Linked DNA regions of Mus musculus: all the other regions are linked to region 2. Evidence: chromatin contacts called from public Hi-C and HiChIP or PLAC-seq data. All regions are on one chromosome and are shown on one strand. The core of a region is the stretch at or near the end of the contact, and the rest is flanking DNA. Distances in the headings are between cores, read along the strand shown. Region 1 has its middle 63 kb from the start of Gm23432. Region 2 has its middle 3.2 kb from the start of Mir137. Region 3 has its middle 170 kb from the start of Ptbp2.

The links. Hi-C and Micro-C count contacts between places; a contact is called where the count stands out from the background. HiChIP or PLAC-seq counts read pairs in DNA pulled down with a chosen protein or histone mark.
Region 1: a Hi-C map of the N1E-115 cell line shows a contact between it and region 2, with 18 times the contacts expected there. The contact joins two enhancer-like sites. A contact is called at or near these places in 1 of 39 promoter capture datasets (cranial neural crest), 1 of 484 Hi-C or Micro-C datasets (the N1E-115 cell line) and 4 of 115 datasets of contacts at active chromatin or transcription factors (astrocytes, embryonic forebrain, embryonic hindbrain and 1 more).
Region 3: an H3K4me3 HiChIP or PLAC-seq map of embryonic forebrain shows a contact between it and region 2, with 7 times the contacts expected there. The contact joins two enhancer-like sites. A contact is called at or near these places in 1 of 39 promoter capture datasets (cranial neural crest), 3 of 484 Hi-C or Micro-C datasets (cerebellar granule neurons, cerebral cortex and cortical neurons) and 6 of 115 datasets of contacts at active chromatin or transcription factors (astrocytes, embryonic forebrain, embryonic hindbrain and 3 more).

The regions. Positions count from the first base shown.
Region 1 is chr3:119,573,909-119,576,983 of GRCm38.p6, forward strand. No RefSeq gene overlaps it. Among named protein-coding and RNA genes, the nearest start is that of Gm23432, 63 kb to the right of the region's middle. Within about 2 kb of position 1,548, at least 1 of the 459 cell types and tissues checked has an H3K27ac peak or open chromatin away from gene starts, as enhancers often do. A contact at or near this core is called in the N1E-115 cell line, where this site is marked.
Region 2 is chr3:118,429,140-118,432,239 of GRCm38.p6, forward strand. No RefSeq gene overlaps it. Among named protein-coding and RNA genes, the nearest start is that of Mir137, 3.2 kb to the right of the region's middle. Within about 2 kb of position 1,277, at least 40 of the 459 cell types and tissues checked have an H3K27ac peak or open chromatin away from gene starts, as enhancers often do. A contact at or near this core is called in the N1E-115 cell line, cerebral cortex, cortical neurons and 2 more, where this site is marked.
Region 3 is chr3:119,947,566-119,950,472 of GRCm38.p6, forward strand. No RefSeq gene overlaps it. Among named protein-coding and RNA genes, the nearest start is that of Ptbp2, 170 kb to the left of the region's middle. Within about 2 kb of position 1,611, at least 53 of the 459 cell types and tissues checked have an H3K27ac peak or open chromatin away from gene starts, as enhancers often do. A contact at or near this core is called in cerebral cortex, cortical neurons, embryonic forebrain and 1 more, where this site is marked.

The DNA of each region.
Region 1 (3,075 bases), core at 298-2,797, 1.1 Mb after region 2:
TTTCTCCCTAGATTGCCTCTGTCAAAATATTTTATCCTAGCAAGAGAATATTGGGTTAAAAAAAAAGGTTGAAATCTAATCTGAGCTGAAGGGGTCTGCAACCCTATATGTGGGACAACAGTATGAATTAACCAGTACCCCAGAGCTCATGTTTTAGTTGCATATGTAGCAGAAGATGGCCTATTCGGCCATCATTGGGAAGAGAGGCCCATTGGTCTTGCAAACTTTATATGCCCCAGTACAGCGGAATGTCAGGACCAAGAAGTGGAACTGGGTGGGTAGGGGAGCATGGCGGGGGGAGGGTATAGGGAACTTTCAGGATAGCATTTGAAATGTAACTAAAGAAAATATCTCATAAAAAAGGCAAAAGAAATCTAATCTGAATATGATTCACTTAGTGGGACCTTTAGGAACAGACTAGGAATTAATGGAATTAATTCTCATATAAAAGTGAAGCCAGAGAGAATTCTTCTCTGTTATGTGATGTTAGTGTTACAGAAAGATGGTGCCATCTGTGAAGCCTGAAGCAAGCTCTTACCAGGCAGCAATCCTGCTAGTGTCTTAGCCTTGTACTTCTCTATTGCCAAACTGAAAATTTTAGTTCTCTTATTTATAAGACAACCAATCTACAATAGGTTGTTCTAGTAGCCTAAATATACTACATATAATCTAAGTGTCTAAGAAAAATCATTGTCCCAGAGGCCATTTATATTAGTGATCATAGTCATTATCATCATCATCACCACCATATATCAACATTTCAAACACTGAGGAGGAGCATCCTTCTGTGTTTAGTCTGTTACCACTGCCTGTATCAGCTCTACGAATCCCATGCCCAGCCAACAACCTCAGTGTCTTAAATAAAACATGATTCTGTTTTAATCAGCAGAGAATGTTTGGGCCTCACAATGACTTTGAAGGCCATTTTTCTGCCAAACGTGCATTAAAGATTATTATTGAATCCTGTTATTCAAACAGCTCACAGCTGATCATGAGCTGGCTTAAATGTCAAGAGTTTTGGTTGAACTTCAAAGACGAACAATAGATGAGGGAAACATTTTCAATTCTGCAAGCAAGGAGAATATGCCCGAGACCACTGTTATGCTATAGAGCAAATACCTATAATCAATGCATGATCATCAAAGGTAGAAGGCCAGTCTCCTTCATATTTGAATCTTCAGAATATAATGTTATTCTTTAGAATCACCACCCATCCCTCTGCATCAGAACCTGGATCTAATTTTCAATCTCATTGTTCTAGCATCTTTAATATTCAGCATCTTTGCATTTGCACCTGGTCTTCTGTTTCATGTATTATTATCTAACTGTAAAGACCTGGTTTAAATTTCCTGTATTGGTTTATTTTCAGTGTATTATGGGTTTCTGAATTTTTACCAGGTATTCATGTGTTATAATGAGGCAAGATTAAGGAGGTTGTTGTCTGTGTGACCAGCCTTTCTTCATGAGCAAGGTAAAGGTCGTGCTTGCATGAGTGTGCTGCTATCATAAATAATCCCCAAACTTTAACCTTCAAAGAATAAATGAATCCAAATTCTACCATCCAAAGCTACAGACTATGCATATGCGTCTGATACACAAGATCAGTTCAGCAAGAAGGATGTAACATTTAGCAACCACAAAACATATTTCAACTATAGTCAAAATAAAGGGTAGATGCTCTCTCCAGCTAAGAGAGAAATGAGTAATGGTTGGGTAGCAGCGACATGCTCAATGCCTGTTTTGTTTCAGCTCTCATTATGAGAACTACTGTTGTCAGAGACATAATACAATTCCGACCAGAGGACTTAAGAAATAAGATTTAAAACAGGCCAGGGACTTAGTCATCCAGATCAGATTTGCCAAAATGTCCAAAAAATTAATCAGTTCATCCTGCATTACAAGAGGAGCAACAGTCCTAACTCATGAATTATGGAACGGTTGGTCTACTCTCAAATCTGAAAGTTTCTAGGGCAATTCATTAAGGAAAAGATCAATTTGTAAAAATCCTGGAGGTTATTGAGTTGTTTAGAAGCAGCACACAAGATTTTTCATGTCAAACCAATTCCACTTTCTTCTTGAGGCAGGAGGAGCCGGGAGATGACATGAAAGATGCATTAGACGGCTTACTGTCCTCTTAACAAGGCTTTGGACACATCAACATATTGACCATCAACTAATAGGTTGTTTGCTTAAATTCGAGGACAACCAGAGCATCTAAAGTGATACAGTAACAATTTAAGGAAATCAATCCTCCACCCAGTGTTTACTGAATTTGTAAAACATGCAAGACACCCTAGTGGGCAACTTGTGGAAAAGGCAGACCCCCCTCAACAACTTTAAATTAAGTTGAAAGCCCTGAAGATATTTAGGCATTATAAAATAAGGGTTTTAAAACATCTTTCCTAGAACTAGGCCACTGACAGTCTAAATAATGGGTCTGTTATTTACTACAACCTGAATTTGGGATCATGTGACTTTTCTGCCTCAATTTACACATCTGTTAAACTGAGGTGAGTGGAGGGTTATAAACACTTTAGACAGTGTTTAATAATAAATGAGTTAGGCTATATAAAGTATTTAGAATGGTCTAGGAAGTTCAGAGACAGAGGCATTATTTTCACAGTGGGTAGAGTATTTAGGAAAGTAAGGGTAGGATGAACAAGAATTGAGAAGATTCGGAGGTTAAAGCGACTTAGATAAGTAGAACATGGACAGACAGGGTTGGAGATACACAGAGGAAGCTGTGTTGTAAACAGTAATGCAGCCTGTGACTTAACTAGTAGTCTAAAACAAGGGCTGCTGACTTCAGCCACAGGCTGAGATAGCATATCCTAACGTGCAGATACCAGAGAAAGAATTAAGTCTCATCTACTGGGGCATCGTTATTAGGAGCAGGATATTAGATAAAATTACAAAGGAACAAGGTATATCAGGAGGGCACTGAGCAGTTCAAAATAATAAGTATTCAAGATGGTGGGGGCAGACTCCACTCACATACGCACAAGGCAGGAAGGTGGAAATTAGAATAGGAAGGATTCTTCCTACTTCAATGTTCATTTTCCTTTGTTAATTGTA
Region 2 (3,100 bases), core at 27-2,526:
TATCTGAAAATTGCAAATAGGTGAGGGACAGTCACACACTGTTTGAAATATGTTCTCCCTCCATACATAAAACATTAATTTTGAATAATGGTATGCATTTAAATATCACAATTAACAGGGTGTGATATATTTTATTTCCCTATTTTTCTATTAAAAATAGAGTAGAATTTATTGATTATTGATAGTATACATCCTTTTCCTCTTCCTGACATCTCTACCCTTTCCCACATTGCCATATCACTCCTATCAAATGTTTAGTTTAGATCAGAGACACATCAAACAGTGTATGGGTGGGAGGAGGGACTATAAAACTTAATTTTTAAAAACTGTCCCCCATCAATTTTAAATGATACAAAATGTTTCTCAAAAAGGCATCCTGATCTGATTTCAATAAGTCATAGAGGGTACCTGGAAAAAATAACCCCTAGTCAAAGCTAGTGGTATTTACTAGATTGTTTTTATATACAGCATATGCTTTGCATGTATTTTGATCACAGTAAGAAAACGCATGATAGTTTTTTTTTTTTTTTAAGAACTGCTATATAAGTGCTCCTTTTCTTTTCTGTGACAGTTTGGTGCTGATTTTAAAAATTAAAAATTAAAAAAAAAGGCTTTAAAGGCATCATTTTTTTTCTCTCCAGTATGCTAAAGATGTTGTATATATCTTTTTTGCTTTTCTTTAAGGAAAGAATATGGGGGTTGCTTACACAGGGAATGAAAATTCTATTCTCCAACCCCCCCTCCCATTCTACTAAACCGTTTTAGTCGACATATGTTTGTTATCAGAGAGAGGTGCTGTGAACACACAGCCATTTTCTTAGCAGCTTTTTGACTGTATGTTACCATAGTCCCACAAGGCATTGGTCCTTTCCCATTGGGAAGTCATGAATAAGAGACTATGAAGCTCACACGTCAGATCTTCCTCAATTAATCCACCATTAGCATGTTCGGGGTCCACTACTGGATGGTTAACAGCGGCTTTTTGTAACTGTACGCCGACCATACCCAATTATGCTTTGCTAAAAATGAACTCTTTGCAGACCAAGCCTCTTGGGCTGTCAGTGTTTTCCGTTTTCCTATTTTAACGTTTGTGTATAGTGGCAGGCGACAGATGGTGTGGATCAGATCGATTTGATTGCATTAGATGATTTTCCCCCCTTCCCCACGCCTTTCTGGAAGCTCGCATCAGCTGAAGGCTCTCGCCTGGGACTCCTCCGAAGCATGAGCAAGCCGCCACCACGCGAAGGCACTGGGGCACAGCCAGCGAGAGGCGACAAGGTCCCTTCCCAGGGCTTGTTAACACTGTAACCGGGCGCTCAGAGAGCAGCGGCTCCCACTGCCCAAGCCTGCCTCGCCGCCCATCCGATGACTCCTGGCTTCTGCACACAGTTGGAGTTCAGCCGGCAACCTGGATTTAGAGGGTAAGCACTTCATTCTAGACGGATTTGTGACAGTTACTTTGCTATACCTGCGATACTGCAGACAAATCTCAGCAAACGCATAGGATGTAGGATGTGTGGGAGAGGGCGACTATGTTTACATCGGTAAATGGGTTTCTTTTTGTCTGAGACAGAGAGTGTTACTCGGTGACGATGTGTATAGTGTTTTGCCATTGATTGTAGGAGTCCACTACCACCCTCCTCCCGATTTTTTTCCCCTCTCCTTCGTGTTTTCCCTTTTCTACTTGAGAGGGAAGGAGAGATAGAAGAAGGGAGGAGGGAGTTAAGGAGGGAGGGGAGAAGAGAGGAGAGAGAGAGAGAGAGAGAGAGAGAGAGAGAGAGAGAGAGAGAGAGAGAGAATGAGAATATTTCTGCTTTAGCTTAATTGCCTTATTTCCTAAACCGATTTTTTTTTTTGTAGCTCGCTTTATGAATATTTGGTTTTTAATTACCAAGCGTTTAGCTAGGATGGGTGTTGGGGAGTGGGGGACAGGGTGGGGAAGTACAGAGGAACACTGCCATAGTGGCAGTGGCCTTGAGAGATCAAAAGGTGCTGAAAGCACCCCTTGCCCGAAAAACACACCTTCAGTTATTAGGGCGCGAGGGAATTGTAGATTCTAATAAACATGGCTTGCAGGAGTCGACGAACAAAGGTACTTAATGCGGACCTAAGCCTCCGCTGCTATTGCTCCGATAGCGGTACCTAAATATTCGAGAGGAAAGTGTAAGTTGATCAACAAACGCCCTGGTAGTATTGGGCTTTTTCCCTTTTCCGTTTTTTTGTGTGGAGGGTGGAGGGGGGTGGGGAGAGTGGATGGGTGGGGGAAATCCGACAGCTTAAGGAGGTTTGAATTGAATATGCACCCAGCGGCAGTGGTCTCGTAGGAAATGGTGTTCTCGTAAGTCAGGCTGCCCCGCTGAAGCACAAGAGCTGTGGTTAGAGCTCGGAGCGTCAGTTCTGGTGGGAGTGCTGCAGGCTGTCCGCTTGGGCTGAGCTGTCCACTGGTCCAGGTGCTGAAGTGTGGAGCATTTGGTATGTAGGGAAAGGGCTGACTCTGTTGCTTGGTTAGGAAGAAAACCTATCGCCTGTCTTGTTCCAGATTTTTTTTCTTAAAGCATGCTAGTCTGTGGGTCTCTCTGTGTGTTCTTGTGTGTGTGTGTATGTGTGTGTTCTTGTGTGTGTGTGTGTGTGTGTGTGTGTGTGTGTGCGTGTGTGTGATTTTTCTTGTAATCCTGATAAACTAAGGGAAAGAACTTGGAAAGCATTGAAAAGCTGTGTGGGCATTTATGCCATGATTCTACAGCATGAGGAGAACGTGTGTATGCGAGGTGTGTGTATGTGTATGTGTGCCTTGACCATGCTTCTGACTTGAAAACCATTCCATTTAGTAAATCAAATCCTATCTGTGCAATGTGTTTTGTTTTCCTTTCAGAGGCAGTTGAGATTTTAAATAAAAGAGTAAAGAAGGAAATGCACACGTTGCTCATAGACTATTGCCTTACTTCCCCTAAGGGCTTTTGTTTCTAGGAGTTCAGGCTAAAGGGAACCTGTCAGCTTTCTTGATTTTTTTTCTACTGGTTGTAGTACCAGAGAAAAGCTCCATTTTATATCTATATTGGGTAATGGCAGAAAATAGTATTTATTAATTGTTTCACTGGCT
Region 3 (2,907 bases), core at 361-2,860, 1.5 Mb after region 2:
ATGGTCCAAGTAAGTAAATGATAAATGATGATTGATGGAATAACAAGATTTTCCCATTCTCTGGATCTTTTCTTCCCATCCTCTTCCTCCCTCTGCTTTGTACTCGGCATTTCTGCTCTCAGAGCAAGCTGAAGGGTCAGGTTAAGTGTGTATTAGCTTCAGTGAAACCCAAAGTCTCCCATCATGGACTGTACAGGGATTTTAGTAGGTACGATAGTCTAGCCATTCGGGACAGGAGTAAAGATATTCAGAATAGGAGCAGCAAAGGACAGATAAATGTTGTTCTTGGAAAGTACCAGGGCCATCGTCGATACCAAAGGCACAATGATTATGGTTTAAAAATGTTAAGAGTTTGTGTCTGACTCAGATGCTAATATAATGCAGCTTGAACTCCAAAAGAGGATTTGTTCCTTTGTTCCCTTTTGATTATTGGAACCCCTCGAAATGGCAGGCACTGCCTCACCCATTGATAATGTGGAGTAAGGCAAGATCTTTGTCAATGAGTCTGCAGGTCTAGCTGTGACATGTATGTAAATAGTTGCACTGCGTTAACAAGTCAGTGTCTCAAAGGGACAAGAACATCACAAAGTAGAATTTATCATTTACTTTTTGACCCCCTTCCCCTTCCGTCTTCTGAGGCAAATGCTGGGTGAAGGCCACACCTCTTAGGTGGTCATGACGCTTTGGCTCTATCCTCTCTTACAGTTGAGTCACCAAGGAGGGCAGTCATTGGAGATCTTTTACGAGGTGAGGTGGGCCATCCTATTGACAAGTGAGTACTGTCTAAAGCACTTGTTTTTATGAACTTCATTCAACGACCCCCAAACCTTTAACTGGTCAAGCTTTGGTGAGTTCCTGAGATTAAGGATTTAGCAAAACATCTAGGGACAAACAACAAAAGGAAAGATCCTTAGGGATGAATAAGAAGAAAGCAATGTACATAGTCAATGAGACAGTCGTTCCTCCTAAAAATTCTGTAAGTGGGCCTTCCCTGACATGATGGGCTCAGGACAGAACCTTGTCCAACAGTCCCTTTTGCTTATCCATTGTCTTCTTTTCCCTTCACACACCTTTATTAAAAAAGAAAATCCCACCTCCCAAGGTTTGTGGAATGGAATGAAACCCTGGAGGCAGTCAGTGTCTCTAGAAGGCAGAGAGCTGGCTCCTCAGGCGGGTGTCCTGGTTGTTATTAGGTGTGTCTTGTCTCCACCTCCATCCCCCTCCTTCAGGCTTCATCTTTCTTTTCTAGCACAATGAGGATTTAAGAGAGACAGGACAAGAATCCCCTCCTAAGGCTGGGTGGCCAGAAAAAAGTTTTAGGCTTTTATTTTACTTTGTATTTGTTTGTATGTTTGTTTATTTTGGTTTGGTTTTTGCCTTTTCCCATGGAGGACATTAATGGAAAGTGATGCGAGATTTTAGATCTTTGGAGCTTTGCCTCATTAGAGAAGCTCCAGCATTCTCTCCAAGTTCCGGCACTTCTGGCTTCCATCACTTGCACAAACACTGAGAACAAACAAGCCCCCTGCCCCGCCCCCAAATCCATCTCTGCTAGCAGCTCGCAAGCATCTCCTTCTCTCTCCCAGGGCTTTCTCCTAGGACTGAAGATTTATCTTGGCCTTACTTCAGACATTCCCCTCTGCTCTTCCACGGGCTGCGTTCTTCTCCAATGTTTCCTCCCTGCCTCCCTTGGTACTCATTAATTAACTGCTCCTCGCTGTGTGACTAAACGAGAGCCGAGAGCTGTTGTGTTTGGCTATAGAGAGGATTATGACATTTTGCAAACATGAGCGCGCGCGCGCGTGCGCGCATACACACACACACACACACACACACACACACACACACAGACACACACACAGACACACACAGGGGCGGGAGGAAGACGCTGAGGAAAGATCTTGGGTAATATAGGCAAAGGAGATAAACTTACAGGGGAGAAAAAAAAACACCTCTTAAAACCTGTTGAAGCAAGTAACCAAAACAGAAAGAAGAGGGGTGGGGGGACGGGTTGATTATTTGGTGACATTTACTTATTCCGACATGATATTTTAAAAGGCAAATACAGAAGCAGGAACTTGCTATTTAATTGAGGTTCAGGTATTTCAAAGCCTGCTTATCTCTCCAGCCCGTCCGGTGTTTCCATGGTGCCCCCTTTCCGCTTCTATTAGTCTGGAACGTGGGTAGCAAGCTGAGGAACAGTTTTAATGAGTAAATCCTTTTCTACACCAAATTTTATAGATAATTAAATCTGATTTATGGGGCAGGCTTCCGAGACAGTAAGAGAGGGAGGGAAGGAAGGAGAAAGGGGGAGGGGGCCAATTATTTGAGCTCTGAGTGGGCCCCGCTTTGTGTGTGTAGCCTTCCCAGCAGGCACCCTGCTTGGCAGGGTTGGCAAGGCGGTTTGAAAGCATAATGAGCTTCAGGGATGGGCCTGGCCATTTTTTTTTTTTTTTTTTTTTTTTGGTTTGTTTGTTTGTTTGGGGATTTGCTGATTTGGTTTTCATTTTTAGGCAAGGAAGTTCTCTGGTCCCAGTAATAGAACCTTATCTTTATTCTGCACTCTCTCGGTTTTCTTCAAGTTATGTCTAAAGCAAAGCACCTAGGCCCAGGAGTTTCCACATGCGAAACAATATGTCTTAAGCATTGGCTCTGTAGCAGAACAATTCTAGAAGCTGGAGATGCAGCCCTCAGCTATGAAGGCTGTTCAGACATCTGTGTGGGTGTGGTGTGAAGTAGATTCACTCAGTGGAAAAATATACCAACAAAGGGAAGTCTAAAACAGAAAATAGAAAGGATGGGTAGGTGGGAACTGCATCCACCATTTCCCATAGTTTATCATATACCATGTAGTATATAGAGGCAGGTTTGGTTCTAAGGACCATTGTCTATGACCACTTGTAGCTT